Linked DNA regions of Gasterosteus aculeatus: region 1 is linked to region 2. Evidence: chromatin contacts called from public Hi-C data. All regions are on one chromosome and are shown on one strand. Each heading gives the region's core, a stretch centred on a gene start, on an enhancer-like site or on the middle of the called end of the contact. The rest is flanking DNA. Distances are from core to core; before and after follow the strand shown.

The links. Hi-C and Micro-C count contacts between places; a contact is called where the count stands out from the background.
Region 1: a Hi-C map of skeletal muscle shows a contact between it and region 2, with 4 times the contacts expected there. The contact joins two enhancer-like sites. A contact is called at or near these places in 4 of 6 Hi-C or Micro-C datasets (liver, skeletal muscle and whole body).

What each region holds. Positions count from the first base shown.
Region 1 is chr16:11,400,743-11,406,372 of fGasAcu3.hap1.1, forward strand. No RefSeq gene overlaps it. Among protein-coding and RNA genes, the nearest start is that of kcnh7b, 12 kb to the right of the region's middle. Within about 2 kb of position 3,184, at least 2 of the 9 cell types and tissues checked have open chromatin away from gene starts, as enhancers often do.
Region 2 is chr16:11,321,672-11,327,254 of fGasAcu3.hap1.1, forward strand. No RefSeq gene overlaps it. Among protein-coding and RNA genes, the nearest start is that of fign, 29 kb to the right of the region's middle. Within about 2 kb of position 2,785, at least 1 of the 9 cell types and tissues checked has open chromatin away from gene starts, as enhancers often do.

The DNA of each region.
Region 1 (5,630 bases), core at 1,934-4,433, 79 kb after region 2:
TAAGCAGAGACACATGCACCCACTTGCCCTTGCACACACACACACACACACACACACACACACACACACACACACACACACACACACACACACACACACACACACACACACACACATACGCATGCATAAACTCAAAGTGAAAATAAGCATGCCAGACATACACATAGATTGATATAGTTTGAAGATCAGTCCAAAAGTACTCAAAGTATTTCAGAACTACACTTGACTGAAGCACAATTCAAGTAAAATATAGGAATATTTCCCTGTACCAGGGATTTATTCATTCTCTAAGTCATCTGCAATTGATTTCATATTAGGAAATTCCTGGTTCACAACTATTGTATCACTAAAAATCAACGGCACAAGTAAACGCCGGTCCAACGCATAATCACATGCAGAGAGATAATGCTCCTGTTATCCCAGTGGTCACATTGTGGTTGTCGTTAATGTGTCATTAATGTCTGTGTGTAGGTGTTTGCATGTGTGTGTGTGTGTGTGTGTGTGTGTGTGTGTGTGTGTGTGTGTGTGTGTGTGTGTGTGTGTTTGAGAGAGAGAGAGAGAGAGAGAGAGAGAGAGAGAGGAAAATTCTGAAGGGGAAGACTGTCCACCTGGCACCACGCCAAAGAGTTGCCAGCGCTGTACTCTCGTTTCTGTCACCAGCGTTTGTTTCACAAGCCTCCTAATCAATTGGAATGCGGCCCCTGAAATAGAACTTGGCACCGGACTCAACTCCTCTTTTGTGCCTGCTGGTCAATGCTCAGACGACACCGCACATCGCTCATGTCACTCTCCAATTTCCCCTTCAAACAGGTTAAGCAGGGCAGACAATTAAACACATTTTACATTACTGGCGTGCCAGCTTTTTGGAGGATGATCCCGGCTGTACATTCATTTACTCTGGAGTTTATTCTGGAGGGAGTGTTCTGCTAGGTGTCAGTCCATTTGTTCTCTGGTGACGAGCAACGCTGATGACATCAGAGCTGATGGCATAAATGAGCAAAAAAATGTTGTTGAACACTTGCTGTGAGGAGAACTGTAACGGCATTCTTTCTGACTTACTTAAGACGTCACTGAGTGGGATCGACACCCTGGTACCATGTCATGAAACCATTTCATAAGTTGCCGATGTCTTCTATGATGCATAAACAGTGGATTAACAACACCCAGCAGGAAACATGCAGACTGAGACACCGATGCGTCAGCCTCCGCATGTTGCCATGTGCTCCCCAACTAATTCTCACTGTCTCTGTCTTGGCGGGCCAACAGATTCACCGCTGGCTGGGTTAAACACACGTTAGTGTCACATTTGACTGATAGAGGGAAGTTACTGGATTGTCGCTCCACAATTGTAAAAGTCTGACTGCGTATCGATTTGTGCTGTATGAATCTTGTTTTTCTGTCCGCGCTAGTGAATCAGGCGTGACCCCCTAGGGTCAACAAACACTTGCAGCTGGCGTGTGAGCCAACAACACCCATGCGTTGCAATAGCCGTGCTCGGTCTTGTCGTTTCTCAGCCTGCCCGGCTTTACTAATTGCCGGCAATCACCAGACAATATGATGGGGCTGGAAGAGGTGGTGGGTTTCTTGCCGTTTTTTTGGCTCCAAGAAGGAAGTTTGAGGCTCCTGCAGCCAAAATCTATCAACAATGGATGTTAATTGGTCAGCAGGAGTCTGTGAGTTACAACCTGGATTAATTGGCATAAGGGGATCCAGCATGGCGAGCGCCAGATCACATTAAGCTGACTCAGTAAACTTTCACAAAGGCAAAGCCCTTGTTACAGTGGCTGAATGACACTAGCATGTAATTTAGCTTACCTTCTTATCTGTAAGTCCTTCGCGGAATGGACATTCAAACAGGGATTCAACCACATGCATTTACTGGAGAAACTTGGCTTTAACTTTGGCTTTTACAGAAAACACTATTAGTCTGCGACTAGCTGAAGGCAACAAGGTACACAATATGTAGGTGGAGCGGTATAACAACGACAATACTTTGTCGGTCCCTTATGCCCACTTTTTGCTTTAATAAGCAATGGAGACATCAGGTGTTAAATTGTTTAATCTTTCAGTAGTATATGAAATCCATTTGTTTGAGGGTTTGGAAGATTACCATTGAGAAAGTAATGACATTATAACAGGTGCCATTATCATCATTTATCTTTCTGACATTTAAAGACTCACTAAATGCCAAACTGTTCCTCAGAGACAGGAGCTTGTTCGTGTATGACGTTGGACCACTTTTAATTACAGGATCTTTAAATTCGGATATCTAGCCGCCAACTCATAAGGCATGAACAGAGGCTTATGAAAAAGCGTGTGAATTACCTTGGGTATAATCTTGACAAAATAACTTGTGTAAGGCTGCACATCTAAAATGGTTATTTTCCATTTGATTCAAGATCTCTGCCTAAACAAGTGATCATGTTATTCCCTTGCTTTGGAAGCCATCACGTTCATGAGTACATTTGGCTAATGTTCATCAGTACGGCCGCTGAGAGTGGAGGTCTGCGTGTGCGCGCCTGTGTGTGTGTTTGTCTTTGGGTAGGTAGAGAGAGGATAACAGAATTAAACAGCTAGATATAGAAAAGGGGGGGAGGGGGGCGTGCCTCTGGAGGCCTCCACACCAGTGCTCGCCCTGCTGCCAGGCACGCTACGCACACCAGAGACCCTATTTACCCAGCAGCCCCGAAGAGGCTTGGGCCCCAGATCTTATTTACTCAGAGCCCAGGCAACCATCAGGTGCTGAGGGGATCTGGCCGGCAGCAAAAGCAAATACCCCCGATCAAAACCAACCATGGAGGAAGAAAGGGGCGCTCGGCCAAAGTCCTGGTCAAGCACAAATGTTTACTCTTTGGTTTGAAGGGCTATAGACGGCGCCATTTGAAGAACTCCAAATTGACACGCACACCTTGCACCCCCCCCCCCCGCCCCCCCGATAAGAAAGTAAAAGGAAAATCAGCTGGCCACCACTGTCTCATATCCATATGTCTAGAGTACCTCCGGTAATGTGGACCTCTTTCGTCTTTTAAACCAGCGCTGCCACCGGTCTTCAGGATCAGTCACGGTGTCGGGGGAAAGAGAGATGAAGACGGGGGAAAAAAAGCCCAGCTAATGACTAGCTCTTATGCATCAGTGCACTTACTAATGAGCTTCCAGGGAGAGGCTGGCAGAGCCGGAGCGAAGGCTGAGCCGGGATGTGAGAGGCCTGGGCCATCACTTCCCCGCTGTGATCCCTGCCTTCCCCCCTCACAAGGAGCCTCGGCTCCCAGCCACTAATGAGTGTTAGAGGGAGAGTCCAAGCTCCCGTCCACCTGCCAGCCTTCAGAGCCCAGCCTGCTGCAAGACAGTAGGGGTCAGACGCATTCCTGAGCTCTTAATAATTTACATCATATTGATTTCCTCACTGTTAGACAGTCTCACCTGCACGGGCTCTCACTCCCACTTTCTCTCTCACAGAAATGAGCAGATTACACTAGTGAGGGGAGTTAGAATGAGCCGAAAGCATGTGACTTTGCCCTGTCTCCAAACAAGATAAATACAGCATTTAATTTAATAGATTTTGACCAATGTCCGTGTCAGCGGGGACACTGGGCCCTCTGTGTATTTCAACTACTCGAGCATGGATTATATTTATAGTTACAGACTAAAAACCATGTGCACTTAAAACATTTTGCACAATGAAAATCCCCAAATCATCTTTAACTTTCATTGACATGCTTGAAACAAATTCCACCAATTATCCCTTATTTGCATTCAGTACCATACAAAATTTAAATCCCTAAACTAAAAAGGCGGTGCAAAATCAAAAGGTACAAAAATGTAAAAAATGAAAATAAATTATGCAGTTTGCATTCTGGTTAACCTCTAATCAGACTCAGAGAAGAGGACATCAGTATTCTTCCTTTGTCCAAATGATGATCTGTATACTTAATCCTTTAAATATTAATAAGCTTGGAACAGAGTTCTCCTTACTCTGATTCATAATTCAAATGATATGAATGTTACATAGGTATGCCACCATTTCCCCCCCTCGCAAGAACAACTTTCTATCATCTGTGCCACGCTTAAGAGCGACTTTTAACACCCTCCACCTTTCTTCATTGGAGAGGCAACTTCAAAGTATTGAAGTTGCTCTACTCCTTGCTCTACTCCGCGGATTTCTCACTAAGAAGACAGCTGTTCACCAGTATTAGCTGTATTCAAATGAATGTGGTTATATATCTGTCTATCTATCTATCTATCTATCTATCTATCTATCTATCTATCTATCTATCTATCTATCTATCTATCTATCTATCTATCTATCTATCTATCTATCTATCTATCTATCTATCTATCTATCTATCTATCTATCTATCTATCTATCCATCTATCTATCTATCTATCACATATACATCTATCTATCTATCCATCTATCTATCTATCTATCACATATACATCTATCTAACTATCCATCTATATATTTATCTATGTATCCGTCCGTCCGTCTCTCTGTCCGTTCCTCTGTCCATCCACCAGTCCATTCATTCATCTATCTAATCACATCTTTTCCCAGGTCATCTCACCATGTCACTGGGTGTCTCTGCAGTTCTCACCCTGCGTCTGGCAAGTCCAGGCAGGTTTATAGCCTCCCGCCTGTTAATTCCCAGTGTGATAATCCAACACACAACTCCCAGCAGTCAGGTCACACGGTGAGTATCAGCCTGACACTCATAACTTCAAGGATGAAATGAGTGTGAAAGTTGCTGTGGAGAGTTTGTTTGCATGCATGTCTCATCACCTGATGCCTCTTTCTTCTATATATATTGAAACAATAGTGCAAATGTCATAAAAGCTTCGGAGTTTGTGGGATGTTATGAAAAAAGAAGTTTTGAAATTGACGATAAATTCATGAAGAATGTCATGCGGTTAATCATTTAACTACAGTGAGACGTTGACTTTTCATACCATGGCCAATACTGCCCTCTCCTGTTGAACGTGAATCCTAACAGCACATCTGTGACTCAAACTCACATGACTAAGCCCGCTAATTTCTGTCATCATTCATTTTTATAAAGACCATTATATGATTCTTTTTTCCTAATAATTTAACAATTGATTAAAGAAAAACAGAATTATGTCTGACGGATAAACTGTTTGCTTATTTGCATATTAAATGAATAATGTCAGTTATCCAACAATGACACCGTTTCCGGCAATGGAATATCCCAATAAAACAAGATAGTAATCCTGATTATCTATTTTTATGTTGACTGAATGTGAACCATTTATAAAGCATTATTGCAGTTGTTTAATTGCAATTTATTTTCAGCTGGTAAAACTTAAATATATAGACATGACAGCACGGCACAGTCTAACATTAAAGGCCCGGTTTTATTAATCAGAAACAGATGTGGGAAAATTTTAAAGCGTGTTTTAAAAAAAATATATACAGAATGAGATCCTCGGTTATTATTGGGGGCTGGGTATTTCCCCACTTTTTTTACTAGAACTACTAGGATTATTAGTATTAAACAAGGACAATGTGTATTTAGCAGCTTCCACATGTCAGTCACTTGCTTGATGTGTTGTTGTGTGAGTGATTTCAACAAGGCCAGAAGAGATATTGTGATGGAACACATCTCTACAAA
Region 2 (5,583 bases), core at 1,535-4,034:
TTGATCTCAGCAAACGGGTCGGTGTGGAGCTATAGAATCAGTGTGCTCTTTCCTTTCCCCCATTACAGCAGGGTTCCTGTTATTGTATTTTCGCGTCCACCTTCAAAGCTGAAACATTGCACAGGTTCTTCTTGACCTTGAGAAATTAACATGGGAGGACTGGCTTTGCTCCGAGGGAGCCCTATAGAGGCCACGTCCCCTCCTAATCCCCAGTTGAAAGGCATACCTCTGCTGCTCCAGACAAAATAGTAACATCCAGCGGGCCAAGTGTTTGCACAATATATCAAAAAAGACATTTCTTTCAGGTTATTTAATAAGGTGATAAATATTGGTTTATTGTGTGTAACATATAATGTGTTTGTGCGTATGTGAGGTATTGACACAGACACACAGACACACGGAGACAGAAAAAGAGGATTGGCCTTGCACAGATGAACAAACAGTGAATCTGAAGTGCAGCACCCTGTACGGCTGACCACCAACTGTACAACATTAAGGCAGTCCTCCATGTAAAACCTGCTCACTTCTCACACAAACACTTGAGTTTGGCAAACGGGCAGCGGCCCAGCGGGGAGGAGCTCTCACCGGAAGGCAGGCGGCGAGCGATGGACAGCAGGGAGACACAAACCACAGCTTCTGGTGGTGATGGACTGATGTTTTAGGTGATCAAAAGGATGGATAAGAAAAGAAAAACAACGGGGGTGGGAGGCGGGGTGGCACCAGGAGGGGGTCTCGGAGAGGAAAACATTTTTGGACTTTGAAGGCTGATGAAAAAATAAAGCTAAGGTGTTTGACAGTGCGGCAGTTTGGGGTGAATATTATTGTACAGTAAAAGTGGACACGAACTCTCAGATTGCTGATATTCACACACCACAACATGTTGAAAGAAAAGAGACTTCAAAACTACAGTACATCATCGGGCAATTCACTTCACGGTTACAGAGACAACACATTATTCTGCAAAATAGGTCAAAGTCTTCACAGTTGAACACACACACACGCACATATGTGGACATGTGCAAAAGCATATTTACACACATATGCATATTTACACACGTATTAGATCCATTTACATTCCTGCCCACTTTTTTCTCTCTCATTTACATGGTGTGCGTGTGACTTCTGAGCAGGTTAGGAAGCCTCGTGGAAGAATTAGGAAATGGTCCATTTGTGAGTTACAGCAGAGCAGAAGCAGAGCAGCATATTCCGGGATTTGAACGATCAATCGATATATAACCCAGAGCAGTGTTTTTCCGGCGCAGATTGGCAGGCATCGTGCGGTGGTATCTGTGTGTGCGTGTGCAAGAGAGATGGGATTCATCCTTCCCCAAAGTATTACGCAGTCGTCAAAAATATTTGCAATGCCAGGAGGTATTTTGAAAAATATTTGAAAAAAATTCGATACCGCGCTGACCTTTTGCTGGGCATTTGTGAAGACATTCATTCTGCAGCCAATCTGGCTCAGAGTCAGGGTCTGTGTTACTGTACTATGCAGTCAATGTCAAATTATGTTAATCTATTCTGCTTTAACATTCACGTTGATGCGCGTGTTAAAATCTTTTGTTTTAATCTTGCGTTGGGGTTGGTACACTACAATTTTACCAAGACAAGAAGCTAAACATTGAATCGACACAAATACAAAGAAACAGACATGTTGCCTTTATCTTTCGCAATGCAATAGAGGAGAAATTATCTCCATTTCATGTAGGTACCCTATAACTACTTAATATGGATCAGCAACTTGTTATTTTACATTTATCTATTTAATTACTGCCAATCATTTGATGTCTGGTCACTGGGATCTTGTTACTAATGAGCTGATGTGAAATTGCCTCGTCCTCCACAAGAGGGCAGAAAGAATCCAAACACAAACCACCTTGTGCATTTATTATGCCGTTTACTAGTTGCCTACACCTACTCAGTTCAGAGCCTTCGAATATTTAGGAACGTGCCGTTGTTGCATAGACAGTAGCTAGTTGCTCACTATTGACTGTAGGTGTCTTAAATTGTTTGTATGGTATTCATGGTGATTAAAAGGCTGCAATTAGACCAAGTACATTTTTGTAATATAAGTAACATAATATGAGTAAAATAAAACCTTTATGTATCTAACGTAAATATATTACAAACAGATAAAGAAAATAAAGGTGTAGCCTACGTGTTCTAAAAAATGTAATGAAAAAAAAGTAAACAGGGAATAAAGACTCAGAAATAGTTTGATTTTTAATGAGAAATGCGTAGAAGACAAAGTCGTCGCTGATCCATGCAGAAAAAAACTATCAAACCATTGTCTAACAAATGTTACAACAGCACAATATAACCAAAAGCATGCGGTAGCGTGATACATTTTAATATGAAATGTAAAAGGAAATTGTGAAAGAGTAAGAAATAAGAGTCATGCAATGCAATCAGGAATGGAACACAGGCTCGTGTCTTCACTCTGCAGAGCCGAGACTCTGCTGACTAATCAGCTCTCTAATGCTGATCGATGCTTGTTGGGGTGGATACTGTCCCGTAAGTTCCACCGCAACATGGAGAAATATAAATTACACACACAGGCCGCACAATTTACTTTGGAAATCAATGTGAATCTGGATTAATGCATCAAATGGCTGCTGGTAAATGTTGCTGCTGTTATTCATCATTATTCTGCAATTTCAGCTCAGTGGCAATAACTCTTCCAAAGCGGTGCTTTAAGCGTCCGTGGCTTGAGAGGCAGCTACGTGGAGATAGCGAATCTTCACGTAGCGGTTACATCTCTAGCGTTGCATGCCCAAAGCCTTTGGCATGAGGGTGGATGGAACAGGTTTGATGCCTGGGGTTTGATCGGCTATGTGCCAAGTACTGCAGTCATGGTTTGCTTGTAGTTGGCAGAAGTTACTGTTTCCTTTAAAGAAGATAGACGTGGCGGTCACCTCGAGCGATGTGGATTGTTTTCTCCATTAGCGCACATTTGAAAATCTGCCTCTTTTTCAGATGAAATGTCTTGGAGGTTCCCAGCAGGGTGATATTGTTATCAACTAAATCACTGGTAAAAACATAATCTGATTTAAACATGGAGAAACATTGCTTAAATGGCTTTTTATAGACAACATTTGTTTGCTTCCAGTGTGTCATTTGGATGGTATGGTACCTGGTCGAGATCATGCCTTCAGGATGTAAAGCACCTATTTGAGGAGTTTACCAAACATTAGTGCCTACAAGATGAAGTAAAACTGGGCTTAAATGACATACAAGACCTCATGGCATGAAGCCGGGGCTGGCAGAGGCTAAACATGATTTGCCTACACTTAATCAAAGCTCATATTGTCAAGGCAGAAGTGATTCAACACCTCTTGGCTTGATTTCTTCTCATTTTGAGACAAGGTCCTCACAAATGTCATAGAACCAGAATCCATTTAGGTCCATAGGATGGCAGAGCAGCAAGTGACCTCCCATTTTAAAAGATTTAGAAAACACCAGAAAGGTTGTCTTCCGTTGCTGTTTACAAAAACAAGGTTGTGTCCCTGTTGTTCGATTGGCATCAGGCAACTTGAGGTTGCATGCAGTTTTACATTCCTTTGGATCCTTTATGCAGTTCATTCTTCGCTCTGAAAGCTTCTTGACACCAAAACTGAAGGAACTTTAGCTCTCTTGCTCTTTTTCAGGCGGAGTTTCACCACAAACACCAAATTTCTGCTTAGTTTGGTGGAGATATGTTACAGTGATCATTGCATGCCTGCAAGTGTTTGCCTCTTTAATCAGGTGTGTGTTTAGCTTACACTCACACTACATGTAAGTCTCCCAAAGCAATTTTGAAATGTTCAAAACAGGATCTGATTGTCATTCATTCAGCACAAATAGAAACCCATTTAACACGGGAACCTATATCCTTATCTGCAATGAAATATGCAAACATAGGAACAGTGGAATGCCACAACTAAACAGTATTGGTCTCCATTTTATTATGAAGAAAATGAGTTTTACAACAAAACAAAAAAAGATAACAAAGACACCGTTCTTGTGAAGTAAATGTTCAAAATAAGATACTGGTTAAATTACCAATTGTCCCTTCAAAGTCCCGTCTACCTCTGTATCACTGCCCCGGGGGGCTTTCTCTTCCCTCAGATAGAGGCCAGTGTGAGATACAGCAAAGCTCCCATCAACAACACTGCATACACAATTCCAGCACTGATCTGGTGGACAGCGATGGCGCCTTATACGGCAACCCGAGTGCAAACTCCATTTCATGTTACCAAAAAATATTAGGGTTTTTGGACAATTTAATACACATGAAATGTTTTGAGAGCATGCTATTTGTTTACTTAGCGCTTCCTTTCAGGCGGAGGTTGAATGAAGGCTAACGTCAATCATACCTCTGGACCTCAGTTGTGTGCTGCTAACTGCCAGTCTTTGCCCCTTATTATAACACAAGTTAATTGAATCCCGGTCCGGAGCCGTCCAGATGCGTCTGTGTGTACATAAAGGTACAAAAGGGATGGAGCAGGTGTAGCAATATTTGCACTTAAGAGTATTCCGACTACGTATCAGTGTGCTCTGGTCAGACATTTAGGAGAATAGTTGTAGCTTTGTAAACCCCTTTCATTTAGCGATGGGCAGTATTCCTATCTGCCTGTTTTTCAAAAGAGTCCTCTTTGACCCGGACACCAACAACGGAGAAAGACTCGCACCACACAAGGCTTGGTCGGTTTGCTAAAGATGAACCAAGATATGGAATACGGACAAAACAACCGTGACCTCGGCCACGACTGCATACTAAAAAGAAACGACTGCATCTTTGTTCATAACAGACCGTTGAACACAGGGATCAAGACATGTTTATGTGTTATGGTTTGCAGAGGCGGGCATCTCGCACGGTGTCGGATTAATTGCCATGATATTTTTTCATTGACTGAGACGCGGCAATGGAATTTACAGGCTTTTATACGTGTGTTGCGGTTTGTTTTCAGTGCGGGAAAAGATCTCGGGCACGTGGGCATTCACATATACCTTTACGGTGACCATTTCACACAACACGATCATTGCTAAAAGCCAATAGAAAGTGAACATGGTGCAGTATTTACCAGCCAAGGGTTGAGATATTTCTCCCAGGGTTTGGTGGAGAACCAAAACTATGAGAAGAGTGACTATTTGACACATGGCTGGAAACACAACTCCACATAAATGCTGGCGTCGCTCTGAGCTGACACTGCTGACCTTCGGGAACAGAGCCGGAGATTCCAAAATTGAGGGAACTGTTGTTGTCGCAGTCGGGCAGAAAAGACAACTGGGGACGGAGCCGAATGCGGAGAGACGCGAGGAGCAGAAGCATAATCGACGGTGATTTTAGCAAAGAAACATCCGGTGAGTAGAAAAGTAGCGACTGAGACTCCGAGAAACCAGAAAGAGCAAAAATGACACGAAACAGGATCAGGTAGATCAAAGATGTGCACCAGCCAACATGGCAGACAAAGAGAGTGTGCGTACGTGATTAGACACAGGTGGATTCAATCAGAGCAGCAACTACTATGAGAAAACACACAAAGGGAAGAAGTGATCTGACGCGTGTGAAGAATAGGTTGGCGACACAACATAAGATCGGAA